2 separate regions of the Mus musculus genome follow, and region 1 is linked to region 2. A link is a contact called in public HiChIP or PLAC-seq data. All regions are on one chromosome and are shown on one strand. The core of a region is the stretch at or near the end of the contact, and the rest is flanking DNA. Distances in the headings are between cores, read along the strand shown.

Region 1 (4,446 bases), core at 1,819-4,318, 380 kb before region 2:
TTCATGTGCTACCACTGTGTTTAACTTTTCTAGGCACCAGCCTTGTACATTTTTAATGTTGATAAACATTGTCAAATCGTCTCATATACAGGTTCAAACAATTTATATTCCTTTTAGTGATGAATGAGAGTGTACTTAGACTCTTACATTTCTCTTGTTTATCTAGAAAATACTTCTTTACTCTTGGAACCCCTGACGCCCTAGAGATTGTTCTTGTTCTTGTTCGTGAAGTCAGCAGAGCCAGGTCCTTGCACACCCCATCCCTGTATGTCTCATCCTCTTGTGACTGACTGTGCCATAGGGGACCAGCCTCACCCCTAGCCCCATGCTGGTGGCCTCAGATCTGAATTAAGGGCTTGCAGCCATTTTCTCTGGACAGCAGGAAGTGGCTTTCCGTGTGACCTTGGGGCTGCGCCTCTTTGACTTTGGTTTGACCTTCTGAAAAACTAGGATAAAAAAAAATCATTGTCTTAGATTGTTTGGTAAGCACATCAAGTAAGAAGGTAGAGGTGAGCTTAAAAACTGTGACGGCCTTTGATGCTGTTAACTACAAGGACGCATTTCAGCTCCTGGGGACACACTGGCTGAAGGAGAGTTGAGGAGGAAGCTGGTAGCTGGTTGAGAGAGCACCTTTTTCCTCTGTTCCGGTTGACAGTGGTTGCTCCCTCTCCAGGTATCAGGGCTGACTGTACACAGGAGCCTCAGCCAGGGCGACTTGGATCCAAGTGCAGGTCTCTGTCAGCTTTCCTATGTCAGAGCCCGTGGTACACACGGAAACAAGATGACAGACAGGGATACTGGGGACAAAGGGCTGTAGGAGCAGACAGAAGCGGGTCTGGATACAGGACCCCTTTTAAGGAGCCACTTGAAGTCCCTGCCACACTAAATATCACCTGTGTGGTCCTTGTGTAAATGTCAGTTCTAGGCCAGATGAGGTCCTTCGAGAATGCCTCACTCAGGCCCAGGTCTCACGTGACAGTGTCGATATAACTGCTTTTGTGGCAAACGCTGTGCCCTGTCCCTGAGGTTGCGTGACCCCCCTCCTACCCCCCCACCCCAGCCAGTCTCCTCTTCCCCTCATCTTCCTCCTCTGTCACTGCAGGGACCCTGCCCAAATGTCTCTGGGTGCAGTCCCTTTAGTACTGTCTCTGTGGAGGTCTCCAGCTTTTTGCTTGGGATGAAGGCGGACAGAGTTATAGCTCCTAGGAAGGGGTGAGGTGGCCCAGCTCTTTCATACAAGGGAGGCATGCCTCAGGTGACAGATGGGTGGAGCCAGAAAGTAGGCAAGAAAGGCGAGGAACAAAGTAGTTTGGCCTCATAGCCTGGCCCTGGCCCCTGCTTCCCTGCAGAGCAGAGCTGTGTCTGCCAACTCCAAAGGCTTATTGATGTGTCTTTCTGAGCATGATTCTGGCATGAAAGGGGAGTCAGGCCAGGCATCGTGGGTGGTCCAGTAGCTGAATGGAGTAGATATCCGAGTGGACTTGGGGTCTCTCTCTAGTCTCCCCTCAGCTCCATGGGCATGTTAGTGCGGAGCCAGAGGCCCAGAGGGAAGAACTTCCATTACTTGTTGTGACTCCCATGTGACCTACTTTGGGGATTCGTTTGGGACCTTGAGAGTTGCTAAGCACCCCAACTGGCACCTGGCAGCAGAGGCACTCAGAACATCACACCTGTTGCCAGGCACAAACTTTAGAATTATGAAGTACCTGAATCACCCCCAGAAACACTTAGCAGGCACGGAAAATAAAGAAGGAGGAATGAGGGGCATGGAGAAGTGACAGGGGAGCCTCCTCAGGGCACACCCTATCCTTCAGAAGGCGGGGGGGGGGGGCGAGGGGGGGAGGGCTCCTCTCAGCCCCCACACCCCAGCACCTAGGAAGCTGCATCCAGGCTCCAGTGGAGATGCTGGCTGTACAGGGTTATAAGAGAGCTGTCCACTGTCACTAGCTGTGTGCCCTGGGAATCATGGCTTAGGAGACACTACTTCTGTGGCGCCCACACAGGTGAACACTGCTGTAACCTGCTTCTCTCAGCCTGCCTCTGCCTGGGTCTTGATCCTTCATGTGAGGTCTGCTGCTGTTCTGAGCCAGGACTTTACCTGTTTGCCACAGGATTGGGTTTCTCTCCCTCCGAGAGCCGAGAACTCTAGGAGAATGCACTGCTTCATAGGCTCAGTGCCTGAATATCCTTGTCCTCTGACCTTTACTGCGTGCCCCAAGTCCTTCGGCTGTTAGGGCGTGGCACAGAGTCCCCTTAACCTTGAGCCTTGTTCTCTTGGAGGCCATGGGGGAGGGGAGAATCAGGTTTCTAGTACCAACCCCAAAGTTGTCCTGGCAACAGTGAGGTGAGGGTGATGGGCCTGCTTCCTTGGGGAGCAGCTCAGTGGGGAAAGATGGTTGGTGTGGGCAGAGAGCAGCGCACCTCCTCTCTCCACAGGGGTGTGGCCTCTTCCTCTTGGCACTGGACCTCAGTATCCCCAGTGTTGAAATTCCAGTGTTGAAATTGGGTGGGTCACCTGATAGGGCCACAGAGCATTAATTTGGAAATACACTTTCATTTTAATTTGGAAATACACTTTCATTTTAGCCTCTAAACAGAAACACTCTTTTTTTGTTTTGTTATTTTTTGTTGTTGTTTTTCGAGACAGGGTTTCTCTGAGTAGCCCTGGCTGTCCTGGAACTCACTCTGTAGACCAGGCTGGCCTCGAACTCAGAGATCTGCCTGCCTCTGCCTCCCGAGTGCTGGGATTAAAGGTGTGCGCCACCATGTCGGGCCAGAAACACTCTTGAATACAGTTAATATCCTTAGCTTTTGTTTTAGCTTTGAAATCCCTTGATGTGAGGAAAGCCAGAAGGCGCCTCCCCTTGTTGTACGTGTTGTACGATGAATACTGGTTTCTCTGTGGCTTTAGTTTCCACCACTTGGACTTTACAGGGTGTTCTTCATGCCAGTATTTCAGAACCTAGCAAGGCACATCCCTGCTTCAGGCAGCTGGGGCGAGGGGGCTCCTGGTGAGGAGGGCTCTGTTGTGCTGTGACTCCTCCAGGCAGCAGTGATGACGTCAGCACTTTTAAGCCACTCCTCCTACTGAGCCCTGCCTCCCAAGCCCTGTCTACCTGAAGTCTGTCTTCTGAGCCTCTGCTGGCTCAGCAGCTTTCCAGTCTTGACCACCACTGCTGGCGTCATATCCTTCAGCATATCCTGTGGTCTGTGGCCACAGCTGGGAGCATCTCCTGTCTGGCTGTGGCTAGTAATCCAGGTAGTCTATTAAATGCATAATTAATAATTAGAAATGTCTACATCCTCTATGGCAACCTGGGCTTTTTACTACCTTGCCAAGTGTCTGTAAATTTTTCCTGTTTGAGACGAGTCTTACTCTGTGGCCCAGGCTAGCCTTGAACTCATAGCACTCCTGCCTTAGCCTTCCGATTGGGCATCACAGGTGTGAATGAGCCACCATGCTGGGTTTCAGAGTGAGACATAGATTCTCATTCTAGTTGAACCATTTGTCGCTTGGCCCTGAGAAGTTACTTATGTGCTCTGAGCCCCAGCTTCTCTGTGAAGTGGTAATAGAGAATAGGATGGTTAAGAAGTCCATGAGAGCCTGGAGAGATGACTCAGTGGTTAAGAGCATCTACCGTCATTGCAGATGACCTGAGTTCATGGTCCTAACACCCATCCATCCAGTCAGGGGACCCACAACTGCCTGTAACTCCGGGGAATCTAATGCCTTCTTGTCTGCAGGCTTCTGCATGCATATACATATACTGGCAGGTAGACAGACAGACAGACAGACAGACAGACACACACACACACACACACACACACACACACACACACACAAACAGAGTAAGCATACATTTTAATTCAGATCACTAGTATCCAGGGCCACCTTCCACGAGGACATGGTTCTGAGCATAGATTCTGTGGGGGTGGCTGGCAGAAAATACATCCGTATGAGCTACAGAGCAGGGAAAGGAACTTACCAGGCACCACAGGTAGACGGAAGTTGGTATCAGTATCTTGGGCCAGGGAAAGCTTTCTTGAGGTAATGTGGAGTGGAGACCTGCAGGTGGTGAGCAGCAAGCCATGGGGAGGGTGGCAGCATGGGAAAGAACCTGGGGTGAATCCACAGGACACATGGAACACAGTGCTAGGAACAGAAGGAGATGGGGATGGGGTGTGTCCATCGGCAGGAACACAGGACAGTGGAACAGGAGAGGGAGGGAGGCAGAGATCCTGTGAGCCACAACCTGGAGCCTGCAGTCCTGGAGAGAGCCTTGGCTTTGTGCTGAGGAGAGCTAGGATTAGCCATCCCAGGAATTCAAACAGTGTAGCTATTGATGGGGAAGAGATAGCCAAGGAAGCAGGGAGATCAGAGGGATATGGTAGCCCAGATCAGGACCTTGATGGTAGAAGCTAAGTGCTTTACAGCTAGGTGAACCA
Region 2 (4,396 bases), core at 1,118-3,617:
TTGATGTTAATGACTCCATGATAATCTGGGAGGTGAAGGAGTGGCTAACGTCTCAGCAGAATGGTAAAGGCTAGGACCTGCAAGGACAGCCCTTAAGGCTGTGGAAAAGAATTCTAAAACCGTATGTTCAATACATATATATATATATATATATATATATATATATATATATATAATCTCTCAACTATGTAAAAAAATAAGGATGTGATATGAATATGAATTATATGAAGGGCTTCATGAATCTAAAGGGACAGAGGCAGATGCACTAAGAGCCAGCTTGTCAGAAAGATACTAAGGAAGGAGGCAAGGAGACTTGGTGGTCACAGGAGATCTCACGCAGCCTAGAGGTGGGTTTGTTTGTTTGTTTGGTTGGTTGGTTTTGGTGTTTGGTTTTTTTGAGACTGGGTTTCTCTGTATAGCCCTGGCTGTCCTGGAACTCACTCTGTAGACCAGGCTGGCCTCGAACTCAGAAATCCGCCTGCCTCTGCCTTCCAAGTGCTGGGACTAAAGGCGTGCGCCACCACCGCTGCCAGGCTAGGTTTTTTTAATCTATGCTGACAAAAGACAGACAGATTCCCGAGTTCAGGATCAGTTTGGGATGGAGCCAGGTTAGGCGTTGTAGTAGAAATGGTAATTCCGGGGCGTGGTCCCACCATCTGCATCTGTGCTTATAAGAGGCAGAAGATCTCTGAATTCTTTTGCAATGTTAAAAGGAAATGTGTGCTTGCAGTTCCTAAGAATTGAGGTTTAGGGCTGCAGGATGCAGATTCACAGGATAATCAAAAGGAAGCCTCAAGTGAAAGACTGGATTGATGTGCAAAAGACAAGACTGGGCTTCTGTTCTCCAGGAGAGGAGCTATTCTGAGAATTTTTTAGAATAGCAAGAGAGGGAGGGGAAACTAGGAAAGGGGATAACATTTGAAATGTAAATAAAGAAAAAAAGAAAAAGAACTGCTTGGAGAACTGTCTCCAGGAGAACCTAGGGAGAACTTTCAGGAGATCTCCTGAGAGGGCAGAGAGAAAGAAAGAACAGAGAGAAAGCAGGCTGGAAAGCTGTCTCTAGCAGAGCATTGGCCACTAGCTTGGGACCCACAGTTTGACTTCAGAACCCCTCTCCAAGCCCAGGCCGGCCCTTGTCATAAGAGCACTTCCTGACCTTGCGGAGGCGTGGGGTTAAGTTCTTGGCATCCACTTTGATGGCTCACAACCATCTGTAACCTCATTTCCAGGGGATCCCTAACCTTCTTCCAAGCTCTCAGAGCACCAGCCACAGATGTGGTCAGGCACACACATGCAGGCAGCCTACACATAAGGTAAATATGTCTAAATAGGAATTGGAAGAGAAATAAGTACTATTCTAAATTTTATGTTATCTTTGAATTCTTAGGGCTTAAGCATCTTATATATTTATAGTTTTACATCCTTTACATTTCATTTGGATGAAATAATATAATATGTACTCTGTGACTTGCCTCCTCTCATTCAACATTATATTCCTGAGATTTGCTGGTGCTGTTGTAGCTTCACTGTTAAATAGTATTCCATTCTATGCTGTAATCCATCATTCAACTACTGCTGGACCCTGGTGCTGCTTCTAATATTATGCTATTATAATTAGTGCCACTGTCACTGGGGACATAGCTTAGTGATAGAGTGCTTACTTAGCATTCGCAAAGGCCCTAGGGGCAATTCCCAGCACAATCAAAGTAAAACAGTCCCACTGAATTGGTTTGTTCTTTTGAGAGTTTCTCTAGGATGTGGCGTTGTTACATCACCTTCTGCTTGACTAGCTAGCGGATGCTGTCTTTCCAGTTATTGTCTCATTTTAGTACTCCCACTGGCAGGGCATTAAGAGTTTTTATTTCTCCACATAATTGACAAAATTCAGTATTATTGATAGTTTGCTTAATGTAAACTTGTACCTCTTTTTTCACTTTTTTGGGAGATGGGGGTCTCACTATGGCACCCAAGCTGGCCTGGAACTCACTAGCCTCAAGCCCCAGTCTTCCAAGTAGATACAACTACGGACACCTGTACCCAGTTACAATCAGGTCTCTTTTCTTCTCCTTCTCCTCCTCTTCCTCCTCCTCTTCCTCCTCCTCCTCCTTCCTCCTCCTCCTTCTTCTTTTTAAAGATTTATTTTATTTATATGAGCACACCATTGCTTTCTTCAGACACACCAGAAGAGGACACCAGATCCCATTAAAGATGGTTGTGAGCCACCACCATGTGGTTGCCAGGAATTGAAGTCAGGACTTCTGGAAGAGCAGTCGGTGCTCTTAACCTCAGAGCCATCTCTCCAGCCCTACATGTCTTAGTGTATCATTCCGCTGTGGTTAAATGTAGCTGAGCATTTCTCCTTGTTGCATTCCTTTCTCCTGGGAGCGTGCCAGTCAGCATTCAGGAATGTGCTAAACTTGGAAAGAGGAAAGGTTACTTTGTCTCAGTTTTGGAGGTTTCAGTCCTTTGCTGATTGGCTCTGCTGTTCTGGGCCTGTGCTAACACACAATGGTACAAACTACAGAAGAAGCACCGTCACTTCATGGCAAAGAGCAAAGGGAACCACATAAATGGAGGGAGCCCTTGATCTGTGCTTATATGCACACTGTACGCAAGTGAGCGAGCACACACAGACACACACACACACACACACACACATAAACGGAGGGAGAGGGAGCAAGAGTTAGCACCTCAGGAAGTGCTGGTTTCCCTTCTCGATGCTGTGTAGTGATGAGGCCTAGCTGCAGCCGGGGATTGATTGAACACACAGATGAAGACAACTGTAAGGAGGAAAAGAGAGCCAGAGTCCCTGAATTAAGTTAATCTCAAATCCGAATTTTTTCTTTTTTTTCTGGTTCTCTAAACTAATACTATGTTGTTTAAGTCAGAGTTTGGTAGTTCATTTGAAGGAAAATAAAAGTCTATGATACTATTTCCTTGATGGCCTCCTTCAAATCTATCATGCCAGTTAGGAGAGTCCTCCGTAAAGACACAGTTGTAGGGGTCCCAACAGTTTGGCCTGGTCAATCAGTTCCTGCAGTGTTGAAAGCAGAATAGGGTTTATTTTCAGTGTAGATGTACCAGCGACAATAAAGAGTCTAGTGACCTAAAATCTGTCTTTGAGGTGTAAGCAACAGCTCTGTGGCTATATATAGGGAGCGCCAAAGTCGAGGATTTATATAGCTAGTAATCCTGGGGAGACTGTGGTCTGGTTGGTTATTAGCCTGGGACTGGCCAGTGCCACGGAAGTCACTGCTGCTTGGGAGGCGGTTTCCATTTCTGTCAGATCTGTGATCCTAGGATTTAAGATAAAGCAGGGGAAGAGAGTAACTCAGAGAACAGGTCAGAGAGGGAGCCACACAGAATCAGGCCAGTGGCCGGGCCTTCTTCACTGTGTCTCTAGCAGAATCCTCTGGGTTTGTTACATATGAAGAATACCCTCGTTAGTGTGGTTTTAGTATTTTATTTTAAAAGCATGATTTAACTGTGGGAGTTATTGGCTCAGATGTTATAATCTTTTCATTGTAGTTTTGGAGACTGAACCCAGGGCTTCACACATGCCAGAAGAGCCCTCCTCCAGTGAGTTACACCTCGTGGGTTTGTCATATACAAGTTTTTAACACTGACATGCTCAATTCCTCTGTGAGTTCTCATTTTATCATTTATTGTATAGTTGGTGCCTGGAGCCTAGAAGGGTTTGGATACCATGTATTCCATGATGGCCTTGAACTCTCTGACCCTCCAGCTTCCATCTCTGAAGTGTTGGTATTTGTCTTAGATTAGGTTTCACTGCTATAAAGAAACACCCCATGAGCACAGCAACTCTTATAAAGAAAACATTAATTGGGGCTGGCTTACAGTTTCAGAAGCTTAGTGTTATCATCATGCAGGAAGCATGGCAGCATGCAGGAAGACAGTGCTGGAGGAGCCTAGAGTTCTACATCCTGATCTGTAGGCAGCAGCAGGAGACTATGTGCCACACTGGGTGTAACTTGAGCATATGAGACCTCAAAACCTGCCCCCACAATGACACACTTCCTCCAACAAGGCCACATCTACTCGATAAGGTCATGCCTCCTAATAGTGCCACTCCCTATGGCCAAGCATACAAACACATGAGTCTGTGGGGGCCATACCTATTCAAACTACCACAGTATTATATGTGTTTGCTACCATACCTGACTCCTTGTAACAGTTTTTTAATCTAAAAGCATTTGTACCTGCAGCTGGTTCACTGGTTATTCTCATGTATCTTATTTATAAGTATACACATTATATATGTCATTGTATATATGCACATGTGTAATAAATGTAACCTCATGGAACTGAAAAGCTTCTGTAAGGTTAAGGCAAAGGACACCACCAATAGGAGAAATGGCAGCCTGCAGAATGGGAA

What was found. HiChIP or PLAC-seq counts read pairs in DNA pulled down with a chosen protein or histone mark.
Region 1: a contact with region 2 is called in an H3K27ac HiChIP or PLAC-seq map of embryonic stem cells, with 5 times the contacts expected there. The contact joins two enhancer-like sites. A contact is called at or near these places in 3 of 15 datasets of contacts at CTCF or cohesin (embryonic stem cells, large pre-B cells and pro-B cells), 2 of 484 Hi-C or Micro-C datasets (embryonic stem cells and nephron progenitors) and 5 of 115 datasets of contacts at active chromatin or transcription factors (all in embryonic stem cells).

Annotation. Positions count from the first base shown.
Region 1 is chr12:4,177,598-4,182,043 of GRCm38.p6, forward strand. All of the region lies in intron 2 of Adcy3 (adenylate cyclase 3), which reads left to right. Among named protein-coding and RNA genes, the nearest start is that of Adcy3, 46 kb to the left of the region's middle. Within about 2 kb of position 3,069, at least 28 of the 459 cell types and tissues checked have an H3K27ac peak or open chromatin away from gene starts, as enhancers often do. A contact at or near this core is called in embryonic stem cells, where this site is marked.
Region 2 is chr12:4,556,449-4,560,844 of GRCm38.p6, forward strand. The region is part of intron 1 of Gm46332 (a long non-coding RNA gene); the gene reads right to left. Among named protein-coding and RNA genes, the nearest start is that of Gm46332, 11 kb to the right of the region's middle. Within about 2 kb of position 2,368, at least 88 of the 459 cell types and tissues checked have an H3K27ac peak or open chromatin away from gene starts, as enhancers often do. A contact at or near this core is called in embryonic stem cells, where this site is marked.